2 separate regions of the Mus musculus genome follow, and region 2 is linked to region 1. The links are chromatin contacts, called in public promoter capture Hi-C maps. All regions are on one chromosome and are shown on one strand. The core of a region is the stretch at or near the end of the contact, and the rest is flanking DNA. Distances in the headings are between cores, read along the strand shown.

Region 1 (3,106 bases), core at 192-2,691:
ACTGTATGCTAAAACCCCCAGGGCTACAAGGGCTTAAGACAAGAGTCTATCTGATTCCCACATCACAGATAAGAACTACACTCTTTGCAGAGATGACAAATCAGGAGATCAGAGAGTTTAGGTAGCTTTACTAAGTCACACAATGATGAACCAGGGTGTCCCTCTATATTTGCTGACACCCACTCCCAAGTTCATTAATATATACAGCAAGTTCATTAATATATACAGCAAGAGCTCTGATAGAGAAAAGGTGAGTACTATGTCCCTGCCTCTCCCAGACCCTCCCTTTAGACCATAAAGTCTTCCGCACACCAACACACTCACCCCAGTGCACACAGCAGGTAGTCAGTGGCTGGGAGGCTGCAGCAGGAGGCTTCTTGCTCAGAAGAGGGACCCTAGGCTTACCTCCACCGTCGCCCTTTCGGTGGGACGGGGTGGGGGAGGGGAGGAGGAGCCCCTGTGTCATTTTCAGCAGCAGTCAGCAGAGCCTTACAAAGTGCAAGATGGCTTTTTTAGCCCAGCATAAGGATCTAGTTAAAAACCAATAAATCAGCAGTGAAATGTGCATAGCAGCCTTCTCCGTAAAATCAACATGGCTTGTGCCTCTGCAGGGAGCCTTCTGACTGCCGGCTGAAGCCTGGGTCGCGGGCAGAGCTCTCCTCTGTCCCGCAAAAGTCTCAGAGAAAGAGAGAGAGAGGCGGAGAGGGAGGGAGGGAGGGAGGGAGGGAGGGAGGGAGGGAGGGAGGGAGGGAGGGAGGGAGGGAGGGAGGGAGGGAGGGAGGGAGGGAGGATGGATCTCTTCTGCCCCTAGAAAAGAATCAGGTAACCCGGAGCGCCGCCAAGGAGGTGCCTGGACTGGAGATCTGCAATCCCCAGACATAGACGTGCCAAAAAGGTGTGTGAGCAAGGCCCAGACTGCCCTTGGCCTCCTCCTCCCGACACGGAAAATCGAATTAGGAGACAGCCGGGCTGGGACTGGATGGGATGCGAGGGCCGAGAGTCTCCCCAGCACCGAATCCGACCGCCAGCTGCAGGGAGGGCACGGGATCCCTTGGTGCAGACAGCCCCCGATCCCTGCTTCCCCTCGGGTCGGTATTTAATATCTGTAAAACTGCCACTTGGACTGCCAAGGTAAACAGTGTCCCTGGCAGTTCAAAGGTGAGCGCGCCCCAGCGCTCTCCCTCGGGCCGCGCCGCCAGCTCCGCATCTGTGCACCCCGCGCCACGTCTCCCACGCACGCTCCAGATTTCTCATTAAAATCCGCGACTGTGTCAACAGCGCGGCCTGGGCTCCGGAGCTGGAAAAGCCATTTCGCCGCCCCACCCGGCCCCGCCAGGCCGCCGCCTCTGTGCTGCTCCCCAGCGGGTCCCTGGAGGGTCCCCGAGCACGGAGCGCTGTCGGGCCCGGGCCAGGCCACCCAGCGGCAGTGCGAGCCCACCCGGCCCCGGCCCAACAGGTGAGAGCGCTGGCGACGCTCGGGCCTCCTCTGGTGACTCGCACCCAGCATTCTCTGTCCTAAATCAGGGTTTCTTGCAGAATCTTCAAGACAGCTGCAGCCCCAGACACACCTGGCCAACTTGTTTGTTCCCTGGAACTCCAACTCCTTTTTGTCGTGCTGATCTACAGCAGAGTATTCGGCCCTTGCCAGCAATAAAATTTTCTTTACAGGAAAGGGTGCTGTAAAGAAGGGCCGGAACACCACTGCAGTAAGGCCAGACTTCAGAAAGGGAAATCTAACAGTTGCCAATGGAGTTGAGACCCAGCTCTGACACACAGGATGCTTGCATTGCTCCTTTAGGAAAGGTAGAGGCATTGAAAGCTGGAGAGATGGCTCCACACTTGCAGCCCCCAGAACTCACGTAGGACTATTCACACATGTACAGCTCCAGAGGTTCTGGCATCCTCTTCTGGCTTCTGTGAGCATCCATAAACAGATTCATACACACACACACACACACACACACACACACACACACACACACACACTAAAATTTAGAATGGGGGGGGGGCTGGAAGGATTCCTTAGTGGTTAAGAACACTGGGTCCTCTTCCAGGTGTCCTGGGTTCAATTTCCAGCACCCACTTGGCAGATCACAACCATCTATAACTCTATTACCACAGGATCTGATGCCCTCTTCTGGTCTCCCCAGGCTTCAGGCATGCATATGGTACACAGATACACATGCACATGGTGCACAGACATGCAAGCAAAACAATCACAAACATACAATAAGATAATTTTAAAAATAAATCTAAAGAAAACAGAGAATAATGGAAAGATAATGGCACTGCCCACCTCCTCCAGCTCCCGGGACTCAGAACGACTCCGCACAGTAGTTCTTCTTTCATCAGTCTATATTTATTTATTAAGGCCCTCTTGCACAGAGCCATGAAAGGAACAGCTGGTAGTCCAGGGAAAACAGGAAGCTGACGGTAGGTCATGGAAAGGAACTGGAGAGTGTTGACAGGATGCCTCAGACTAGGCCTTAGGGAAGGGAGATGTAGCAGAGGCTGAAAGACAGAGGACAGAGGCAGTGAAAGAAGCTTCCAGGACTTGAAGGGAGCCTGATAAGGAAGGAGCCCTGAGGGATGGCACAGGCACAGAGACAGAGGTGGGGCTGATGGAGGGGGTGTGAGCCTTTACAAGGCATGGAACTCTCCAGGAACACCAACTTCTAGTGCTTGGTGTTTATGTATGCTCACCAGAACACATATGGTTACTTATTTTCCTTTTGTTTTACAGGGGAAAGTGGGAACAAAGCCTCCAACAAATTATACAGTCGAGTTTCTGTCGTTTGAGGAAATGACATTGGTCAGCACATCTGGAGTACAATGGATAAGCCTCATCCTGGATCTCCCTGCCTGGTAACTATGTGAGTTCCTATGTATGGAAATGTGTGTATTTAACTGTGCCCTGAGATGTACACCCACGGGCCTGCATGTTTAAAATGTCTTTGTGTATTTAGATGTATGCATGTTGTCCAGGTCAATGTTCATGTATGAATATGAGTATGTATGTACCTGTGTATGCAGCTGCAATAGCAGAAGTCTGAATAAAGATGCATGCATTTGCTTTTGCACAAGCATCTATGTCGTTTGTGTGTAT
Region 2 (3,106 bases), core at 283-2,782, 120 kb before region 1:
TGCCCTATTTCCTTTCATAGCCATACTTCCTGTATTGCCCTCCCATTCAATCCTGCTGCCCCAAGCTGCCCCCAGCCTTGCTTCTAGGTGAATTCCTACCTCCCAAAGTCTAACTGTCCTGCTGCTGCCCTGTTCTCCAGAGCTCAGAGCTGCCAGTCACCAACAAACCTCCTGGTCCCCAGGGACTTGTCTCTACTAGGGGTTCATACAACCCAGACCTTCTCTTGCTTCTTTAGGGTATGGTGTGTGAGGCTCTGAGTCTCTCCTGTCTCCTTTACACAGAGGCCAGTAAATATCTAGATCTCTCCTCTTCCTTTCTGGGAAGAGAGCCCATGAAGAGACTAGGAGCATGAAAAATTAATTTAGAGTTTAAGTAGTGCCTGTTTTAAAATCCTCCAGTGTCTAGAAGAGCAAATTCCTCCTCAACTGCCCCCTGCCAGGGCTGCAGTGGCCCCAGCACCCTGATACTCCTATGGCCAGGCAGAAGACTGATCAAAGGACATTCCTTCCTTGTCCCCAGATGCCCACACTTCCAGAGTCCTTTCTACTCTTCCTCTTTTCCCTCCTAGTCAATGGACAGTACATTAGGTGACTGTGGTTTGAACCATGGCCCAGGTGTGACGGGGTCATTCCAAACCTCAAGTGCAGGACAGACCTCTTGCTCAAGAACAGGCCCGCAGAAAATGCCAATGTCCCCGTTTCTCATGTTTTCCTGGATAAATCCACTTTCTCCTCCAAAAACCCAGAGCTAAGCCCTCTCCTCAGGGAAGACTTTCCTCCCCAGCCTCTGCTGAGCTTGAAGATGAAGTGGCCTCCCACCCCTTCTATCCCCTCATGGTGGACTGCAGGGCAGGATGGAGCCACCTCTAAGCCTGGATAAAGGTGAATTCCAACAGTTGGGAGAGGTTATTTTTGGAGCTGACACAAATGGTGAATGAAGCGCCCCGAGCCTTCCAGGCAGTCTTTGCTTTGTGCTGCAAGGCCCAAAACTAACATTTTCATAATAATTTTCCAGTATCAAAGTGATAGTTTTGATTCAAGACAGCTGGAGCCTGCAGAACTGTGTGGCAGCCTCTCCAGCCCTGGAGCCAAACATGTGCCGCCTTCTCTATTTTAACACCTTTGATAATCATCGAAAAATGAATGGCCCTAGCACTTTTCACAGCTCCCTGACCAGAAGAGTCGCCCCTGGAAAGAGAGCATTGGGTGTCTGTTTTCCTTCTGTGGTGCCCTGAGCCCAGGGCTTAGTCCTCTCCGCCTCCCTTTCTACATTCCATTAGTGATGTCTGATGAAGAATCTAGCCTTTCTGCTACTATTAAAATGAGGGGAGCCCAAGAAACACAGAAACTCAATATCATGGAAAACTGATATAATCTTTTCAAAACTGTAAAGATTGCTCACCCTAAGGAACATCTGCACAGAAAAAGAAAAAGGCTTTAAACAAACTGGAACAGGGTCGAGTAGCTTGTAAAGGCAGGAGTGCTGGAGAGATGGCTGGCTTGTTCATGGCCTGCTGTCACTCTGAAGGAGAAAGGCCATCTCCGAGGAGCCAGTTCCCTCACTGAGAGCTCCTGCCATCTGGAACTCATTGCAGGATGGAATACTGAGGTTTGTAAAAAGAAACCTGGGCTCACGATAATTGTTCCTTAAATCATTAATACAGCCTGAGTTCCAGATGGAGAAAGAGGAGACAGCAGGGACAGGCTAGGGACCTGTCAGAGTCCATGCCCAGCCCACTGCCATATACTTTGGGAGCTGCAGCTACCTTCTCCCAGGTAACAGCTTTGGCACAGACTCCAGACATCCCCCAGCCTGCGCTGCAGTAACGTTGTTATCTTCAGGAACCTCTTCTGGCCTTTAGTGCCTCCTGAACTCTTGGGCTGGGCATGGCTGATGCTTGAGATCTAAGCTCCTAGCACCTTGGGAGTTGAAGTGTCAAGAATGGCCTCTGCCACACTTGGGAGTCCTCCAGTGATTGAGAGTAAGAAACGTGGGCCACGCACACTTAGGACAGAGCCAACATGGGCCAAGGTGAAGCCAGTGTGTTTCACAGATATGTGAAGGTTGGCCTTCTGATAATTGTTCCTTAAATCATTAATACACCTTAGTATCAGATGGAGAAAGAAGGGACAGCAGTGTCAGGTGAGGGACCATCCAGGCCTAGCCTGCTGCAATCTACATAGATATGGTAAACATGGAGAGGGTTTTAAGATGGAAGAGGCTGGTGTGAGCCAATCACAGGTCCTTGGAATAACACAGCTGCAGTTCTGACATCCTGTCTGTGAAGCCTGGAATCTGAGCTCCCCTGAGACACAACGCTGGCAACTGCTTTCTGCTGCTTACTCCCTGGCAGGGGGAGTCTGAGGAGCTGATCCATTTCTGCCCCTGATCTACTGACAAACTAAACTAAATAGGGTACTGTGGACCCTGAGGTACTAAGAGAACACCAGCACCTCCAAGGACTTCGGGGCCTTAGAATAGCAAGGAGACCCTTTCTCCAGAACACTGAACACCTCTGGGTGGAGTCCCTGCTCCAGGCAGCTGGAAGGGATCACATGGGCCGATGCCCTTGTCCCCACTATGCCTTCTCTTCTATTGCTGTAGGGACTGTGGCAGGCCTCTCTGCTTCTGATCATGACTCTAACCCCAGCCTCCCCCTCTCTTGCCATGCAATCCAGAAGCTGCCACACACCCTGGCCACCTTAACACGTCTCAGGATCTGAGACCCCAAACATCCCAATTCCAATCAGGTTCTGAATTCACAGGCACTGGTTGTTGTACAAGTTCCTCATCTTTCGGGACAACAGTGCCATCCACTTGGTGTACAGCCCCACGGTGCTCATCGGGATGGCCTTCTTTCTTTCTCTCCCTCCTTCCCACACTGAGTCCTCACAGCCCGAAGCTCTCATCTGCCAGTTCTTCCTTCTAGAGTTCTCAGCTCATCTCAGTGTCCCATTACTGTATCATACCGTAGTCCAGGCTGCCCTATCTTGGGCCTGGTCACTGCAGCTTGTTCTGCACTGACTTCTAGACCCCTGTTAGCCTCCATTCGCCCTCTACTCAGCAGCTGAAGCTCCTCCTGAAAGCTCTTTCTTGTTCTCCTCT

The links. Promoter capture Hi-C pulls out the DNA fragments that hold promoters and counts their contacts.
Region 2: a contact with region 1 is called in a promoter capture Hi-C map of cranial neural crest. The contact joins two enhancer-like sites. A contact is called at or near these places in 6 of 39 promoter capture datasets (cranial neural crest, embryonic stem cells, frontonasal cranial neural crest and 3 more), 1 of 484 Hi-C or Micro-C datasets (uterus), 1 of 115 datasets of contacts at active chromatin or transcription factors (stem cell-derived neural progenitor cells) and 1 of 9 other capture datasets (embryonic stem cells).

The regions. Positions count from the first base shown.
Region 1 is chr4:114,842,245-114,845,350 of GRCm38.p6, forward strand. All of the region lies in intron 1 of Gm33655 (a long non-coding RNA gene), which reads right to left. It overlaps Gm12830 (predicted gene 12830), which reads left to right. Exons shown (of 4, transcript NR_033617.1): 3 at 2,744-2,873. It also overlaps the pseudogene Gm23230. Among named protein-coding and RNA genes, the nearest start is that of 9130410C08Rik, 19 kb to the left of the region's middle. Within about 2 kb of position 1,442, at least 45 of the 459 cell types and tissues checked have an H3K27ac peak or open chromatin away from gene starts, as enhancers often do.
Region 2 is chr4:114,719,304-114,722,409 of GRCm38.p6, forward strand. The region is part of intron 1 of Gm33655 (a long non-coding RNA gene); the gene reads right to left. Among named protein-coding and RNA genes, the nearest start is that of Gm12829, 41 kb to the left of the region's middle. Within about 2 kb of position 1,533, at least 8 of the 459 cell types and tissues checked have an H3K27ac peak or open chromatin away from gene starts, as enhancers often do.